2 separate regions of the Hordeum vulgare genome follow, and region 2 is linked to region 1. A link is a contact called in public Hi-C data. All regions are on one chromosome and are shown on one strand. Each heading gives the region's core, a stretch centred on a gene start, on an enhancer-like site or on the middle of the called end of the contact. The rest is flanking DNA. Distances are from core to core; before and after follow the strand shown.

Evidence for each region. Hi-C and Micro-C count contacts between places; a contact is called where the count stands out from the background.
Region 2: a Hi-C map of seedling shows a contact between it and region 1, with 3 times the contacts expected there. The contact joins two enhancer-like sites. A contact is called at or near these places in 4 of 6 Hi-C or Micro-C datasets (leaf and seedling).

The regions. Positions count from the first base shown.
Region 1 is chr6H:527,011,371-527,015,004 of MorexV3_pseudomolecules_assembly, reverse strand. It overlaps LOC123401013, which reads left to right. Exons shown (of 20, transcript XM_045094730.1): 15 at 1-55; 16 at 314-448; 17 at 542-649; 18 at 931-996; 19 at 1,244-1,363; 20 at 1,717-2,238. The coding sequence ends at 1,312. Among protein-coding and RNA genes, the nearest start is that of LOC123401013, 10 kb to the left of the region's middle. Within about 2 kb of position 2,359, at least 2 of the 3 cell types and tissues checked have open chromatin away from gene starts, as enhancers often do. A contact at or near this core is called in leaf and seedling, where this site is marked.
Region 2 is chr6H:527,044,669-527,048,046 of MorexV3_pseudomolecules_assembly, reverse strand. No RefSeq gene overlaps it. Among protein-coding and RNA genes, the nearest start is that of LOC123401013, 23 kb to the right of the region's middle. Within about 2 kb of position 1,791, at least 3 of the 3 cell types and tissues checked have open chromatin away from gene starts, as enhancers often do. A contact at or near this core is called in leaf and seedling, where this site is marked.

The sequences.
Region 1 (3,634 bases), core at 1,110-3,609:
TGATCTGCAATCTAGGCTAGCAAATGCTGTAATAATTGACACCAACAAGAATCAGGTACTTTCAATGTGTCTTGCCTTCTATTGACCTGTGATATTTTGTTACTTTCTGGAGACAAATTCTGTTCACTGCTGTGTATTGCCTGCATAGTACTTTCCTATTTCCTTTTACAAGTTTGCTGATTTGGAGACTTGGTACAGCATCAGTATCACTTGTAGTGTAATTTTTTAAAGCATCTAATGCTGTAGTATCATGGTTGATGATGTAAATAATGCGACAAGCTATTACTGATGGACGAAATTATGCTGGATGTAGATTAAGTCTGCTTCAGTCCCGCAACTTCCACAACAGAAAGAATTGCTTTCTGCGTTGCGGCCGTATCATTCAAGACTTGTGGGTGAAAGTTATCTCGCTAGGAAGCGCCCTGTCTATGAATGCACAGATGCCCAGGTTTGTTATAGTTTTTTTGTGCTGAAGTATAAGCATTTTATGTATCATGTGGATTTTCACTTCTGACATCATTCTAAACTTCTGAGCATACAGGTGGAAGCAGCCAAAGGTTTCTTAGCAGTGCTTAGATCCCACCTTGATTCTCTGTGCTCCAACTTAAGATCTCACACGATTACCAATGTGCAATCCAACAATGACAAGGTATGCTGTTGTTAAAATGTGTGGTCTGTGTATTCTTGTGTGCCTTTTTTGTTGTTGAACAAATTGTCTTGTGCCCCCAGTGTGTTACTAAACAGGATTTTATCAGCAGATATATACAAGTGCAGGATACTTGTTGCTAATTTTGAGTCTTTTTTTAATCATAAAAAGAAATACCAGTTGCCAACTGTAATCATGTGTAGAATATTTGTTGTTGACTTGAGTCTATTTTTTAACATAGAAACACCCCTAATTAGTGACTGTCTTTTGCTGCCTTTACACAGGTTTCCTTAATTTTAAGAGAGAGTTTCATTGGTTCTTTCCCGGCCCGAGATAGGCCTTTTATGAAGGTATTAATTTGCAACCTTCTCATTTTCATTCCTCTGATGTAGTTTGAGTGCCATATTTGGACAACGCTTCAAGGTCCTGATTCTCAGGTTGAACAATACTTAGAGGTCTTCTCTTTTTGGCTGAGTTTTTATATCCTTCGCAAGAAATGTTTTTGCCACTTTACATATGATAGGCATATGCGTGTTCAATGAGACATATACTGTGGCACAGACTAATATATGCAGTTCATTTGATTTTGTTTGACAGCTGTTTCTGGACACACAATTGTTCTCGGTACATACAGACCTAGTTCTCTCCTTTTATCAGAAGGACTGAGTCTCTCCCCTGACGATTTGACTGTGTCATCAGCGACATGATTTTTCCAAGGTACAAAATTAAATCTTGTTCTTCGTATTGTATAAATGTTGCGCATCACTTCTTCACCCTCTTGTAAAACAATAGTTACAAGCATTTATAACTTCAAACCTGTTAGCATTTGCCTTAGCCCTTGGGCACAGGAGCATAACTTTATTTGGTCTGTCGCTTTGGTTGTAGACCTTTTTTGCACCCTAAAAACACAAATCCTGTGTTATGTTGTCAATCAGGTGACAGAAAATTCGCCCATCAGCTTTATCGCTTTTCTAGCCCAACCATCTTTTACCAGCTTTATCATATGCCGTATATCCGCTTTTAAAAATAGTACCTTCAAATAACATCTGATGAATCCGTTTGCATCGCAGCCTTTCAACATTGAGCTCAACTGTACATACCGTCGGAGAAGCTGCCTTTTATAACATTGGCAGCTCATAGTGGACTAGAAGCTGCAAGGGACAACCCATATACTGTTGGCAAAGCTGTAGATGGTTGAGATCCAGGTAATGTTATACCAGAAAATGCCTGTTGGGCTGTTGTAAATTAGGTCTGCTTGCTGTGCTACATCAGAAGACTTTGTAGGCAGTAGTCGTTGCCACAAGGAACCTTCCTGGCTTGTTGTTCCTACAATGCAGTGCACTCCAAATGGTCCGTGTTCACTGCAAAATTGCTGGGCATGGGATATCAATGTTAGTTTTGCAGCTAGTTTGTATATGGGGAGGAAACTGGAAACATATACCCGTAATTTAAGCACAAACTAGAGTTACAACTGATGCAATGTCGAAGGACTATTTGTATCTCAATTTTGACGCGTGATATTATGTGTTGTACAGTTTGAAGTCATATCAAAGGACAGTCGTGACTGTTGTAAGACAGCGCACTTGGATTTAGAGTTTGCTATCAGTTTTGTAGAGATACCTACTTGTACGGAATTGGATATCAGTCTCAACTCCTGTAAGATGTCATCGTGTTTGGCCTTGTCTGTTCTAATGCCCCTTTCAAAGCCAGAAGGCCTAAGAAGTGTGTCGAGTCAGGTACACTGCCTAGCCTAAACGTACTATAGTTCGTTGGCTCCATCGAGAGACTGATTTGAATCCTAAATCCTGCCCTCAATCAGCTTGTGCTGCACCCGATTAGCTGCCCAAGAAATAGAAAGACAAAAAGCCAAAGACATCGGACCTAGAAATGTGCAAAGGTGGCACAGGTGACAGGTCACAAGGCACGAGACCACGGCAAGAGATGATCATAGGCAAAAAGGAGAAAACAACAACCAACCTGCCTGAGAAAGGAGACCCTATGAACCACGAAACTGAAAGACCAAGAAAGATAGCTCGCCGCACACAACAAAAGGTGGGAGCAAGCATCCAAGTCCAGAGGAGCACCAGCTCGGCAAAATCATTAATTGTCGCAACATCCCATCTTTTTAAGATCACTTCCATCTTTTCAGGTTGTGATAAGTGACACATTCACTGCATGTGTGTCACTTGTCGCAACCTAAGGGTTATCTCTTTTTCCGTAGATCCGTATTTTCAATACGTTTTATCTTTTAATCCATGTGTTTAAATCTTAAACTGTTTTCATTGTTGGGTTCCTCACGCTGAGATCTTCAAAACTAGATCTAATGTTGATAAGTTTTAATCAATTTTTTAGGAAGAAAACCGGATGAGAAAACTGTGCCTTCCACGATAGAAAAAACCCAGAAAAGAGGCACGATCGTGTCTCTCGTGTAGCCAACATCGTGTCTCTCATGAAAACAAAATCGTGCCTTAAAAAAAAAAGATTACCTTCTGTTGGCCGATCATGCGTGTCACGTCGGTCTGTCGGCTTCGTGGTCGTTTGATCCTGTGGCTCGTCTGGCACGGATGACGAGCAGCTGGATTTAGGTTTTTTCTTGACACATTAATTTCCGAAACAATAAATCGGTTACAGAAACAATTCCTGAAACAATGGCCGCGTTGCAGAAACGATTCCTGAACCAACGACCGCGTTGCAGAAACAACGACAATATTACAGAAAATTATGTTGCAAAAATTAGGACATGTTGGAGAAATTACGTCATCTTTTGTCCCATGCTGCAAAATTTATGACATCTTCTAACTCGTATTCCAAAAATTATGACATGTTGCAAAATTACGACACGTGGTTTGTTGTTTGAGTTAGATCGGACGGCGCGCCAAGATCTGACGGTTATCTTGGTGGCAGATGTTTATGCAACTGGGTCGTTGCTTCAAGAATTAATTTGGTCAGGGCATGCGACCGATCCGCGTGCCAGCATGTAGATCAACC
Region 2 (3,378 bases), core at 542-3,041, 34 kb before region 1:
CGGAGGCAAAATGCAAGGTGAATTGGGAGATTGTTTGTCGGACACGTGAGTATGGGGGCCTTGGGGTTATCAACACCAAAAAGTTTACGTGTTCTGTCCGGTTGCGCTGGTCGTGGTTTGAATGGAAGGAGCCCAACAAGATGTGGGAGGGATGGGAAACCCCTGTGACGAGGAGGAAGTCAACTTCTTCTATGCTTCCACCACTATCACCATCGGCAACGGCGCGAGGACCCCCTTTTGGAACTCTCCTTGACTCCTTGGGCGCAAACCAAAGGACATCGGCCCACTCATCTACGAGGCTTACACAAGAAAGAATTGGAAGGTTCGGGAGGCCCTCAAGCACAACGCGTGGATACTCAAGATCAAACCACCCGCCAGCATCTCCGGTGAGCACGTCTCACGGTTTTTCTTTCTTTGGATGCTCTTGCACGAGGTCAAGCTTGATGAACAAACCAAGGATGACATCATTTGGAAGCACACGACTAGCGGGCATTACTCGGTGGCATCCGCATACAAGGCACAATTTCTAGGGAAGGTTCTCTTACCCACGGATAGAGTGGTTTGGAAGGCTGGGGCTCCTCCAAAAGTTAAGTTCTTTGCTTGGTTGGCTCTACAAAATAGAATTTGGACAACCGACATATTGACGAAGCGAGGGTGGCCTAATTGTGGTCTTTGCCACCTCTGCAAGAGGGTGCGAGAATGTGGGACTCGCCTCTTCTGCGAGTGCCGCTACACTGGAAGGCTATGGTTTTTGTTCATTGGCAAATACAACATTCTCGGGCTTGACACGAATGCTTGGCCCTTGTTTGACTCGGTCGAGGCTTGATGGGCAAGTACTTGCAACGACATCACGCCATTCACGCAAGCCACAACATTCCTCACCATACTCGTCTCATGGACTATCTGAAACGAGCGTAATGCAAGAGAGTCTTTAAGCAGAAGAGCGCACCACCCTCTGTTTTACTTGCCTCCATCGTGACTGAAGCTAGCCTATGGATCATCGTCGGTGCAAAAAGATTAAGATCCATAATATTGCCAGAGTAGTTCACATGCCCTATAATTGTGTTGTTTGTAAAAAAATACTCCATTCTTTCCTATTTAATGGATGAGGCCAAGCTTTTTGCCTTCGTTTAAGAAAAAACAAGGCTTCATCTTTTGGGTCTTGTCGTCAGCTGGATGTCCGTTCAACGGGGCTTGACCGCTTGAATGATCCACAAGATAACAAAGACACAAGGACGAGTAGGTCTTATGGAAATGGAAGTATTCGACCTTTCAAGAGAAACACGATACCATTACTGAAGCAGCGACTAATGGTTAACGAATACACCAGCTACGTACCACTACGTCGTCACTGATAATATAAACCAGCAGGACGGCAAGGCATCGGTGTCGGACGTCACGGTTCAGTGCAGCACCAGCATCTAACCTGCGAGTTAATTAGCAGGATGTTTTGTAGAATTATTGTTCAAGTCGGAGGGAGTTGGTATAGTAGTAGAACCAGAACGCAGACGGCCACGCCGTCATGCATATGTGCTGTGCGGATCCTACATCGTCCAACAAACAGCACACGAATTGGTCATGCCTTTTGAGTTTCAAGTTGGCGCAATCTCTTATCATAATGATACGGAAAATCAGATACCAAAACCAATTATCATCCAGTTTGTGGATCCACACCAGCTACAGGAACAAGGACCACATATGCAAGAATACTCCCAGCAGTGCAGGTCATGGTCTTGGATCCAGCAGGCATGGGCTAATGATATCATCACGTTCAGCTAGGATGGCGCGGCACTCCTGTCGATTAATCAACCAAGCAAAGCTTGATGAGGCAGCTCCTGATTGGGGATGCACGCAGGCTAAACCAAGATAGGCTACAAACCGGCCACTGTGCTTGTGATAATAATGGCAGCCAGGCTTCGCCCTCAATAATCGATCATGATGCTGACCATTCGTGAATAAACAAAAAAAAGTCGTTTTCATGCGAAAAGGTCCGAATATTTTTGCTCTCTCGTTTGGATAACAATCGTAAAGACGAGAGGCCGAACTATATCCTTGATAGATTATGCTGTCCGACATCAGGCGTCACCGGGCACCCGCGAGCCACATACTTTTTTCTTTTCCTTTCGTCGCAGAAATAATTAACTAGCTCTGTTAAAAAATAATTTGGTTAATCAGATAGATAAAACATCCAGGGACATCTTTCATGTTACATAAATGCATCCATGCTAAAGTCGAGGAATGTAATCCAATACATTAAATAATTGATTTTCCCTCACTCAATTAACTTGACATGCAACTATGTCAACTTATCATGTATCTCCAAGACGGACGCTCAAATCATTTAGTCCGGATGTATTTTGCCATCAAATATGGTATAAATATTATTTTTCCTACAAACCGAAGATAAACTAGGAGGCTTTGCGTGCGTGTGGACCGTTGTCGAGGAGTGAGGCAATAATAAAGTTGTTATTATTATATTTGCTTTTCATGATAATCGTTTATTATTCATGCTAGAATTGGAAACTCATATATATGTGTGGATAAATAGACAACAAACTGTCTCTAGTGAGTCTCTAAAGGACTAGCTCCTTGGTCAAAGATGGTCAAGGTTTCCTCGCCATAGACATAAGTTGTCATTTGATAATGGGATCACATCATTAGGATAATGATGTGATTGACAAGACCCACGCTATGAACGTAGCATATGATCGTGTCAGTTTATTGCTATTATTTTGTGCATGTCAAGTATCTATTCCTATGACCATGAGATCATGAACTCAATGACACCGGAGGTAGTACCTTGTGTGTGTCAAACATCGCAATGTAACTAGGTGACTATAAATATGCTCTACATGTATCTCTGAAGGTGTACGTTGAGTTGGCATGGATCGAAACTAGGATTTGTTACTCCGTGTGACGGAGTGGTATCTCAGGACCCACTTGATAATACAACATCACAACAAGCTTTCAAGCAATGTGACTAAAGAGTTAGCCACGAGATCTTGTATTATGGAATGAGTAAAGAGACTTGCCGGTAACGAGATTTAACTAGGTATAGAGATACCGACGATGGAATCTCGGGAAAGTAACATACCGATGGACAAAGGGAACAATATACAAGATTGATTGAATCCTTGACATCCTGGTTCGACCGATAAATATCTTCGTAGAATATGTAGGAGCCAATATGGACATCCAGGTCCCGCTATTGGTTATTGATCGGAGAGTGTCTCGGTCATGTCTACATAGTTCTCGAACCCGAAGGGTCTGCAAACTTAAGGTTCGGTGACGATTTAGTATTAATGAGTTATTGTGATGGTAACCGAAAGTTGTTCGGAGTCCCGAATGAGATCATGGACGTCACGAGGAACTTCGAAA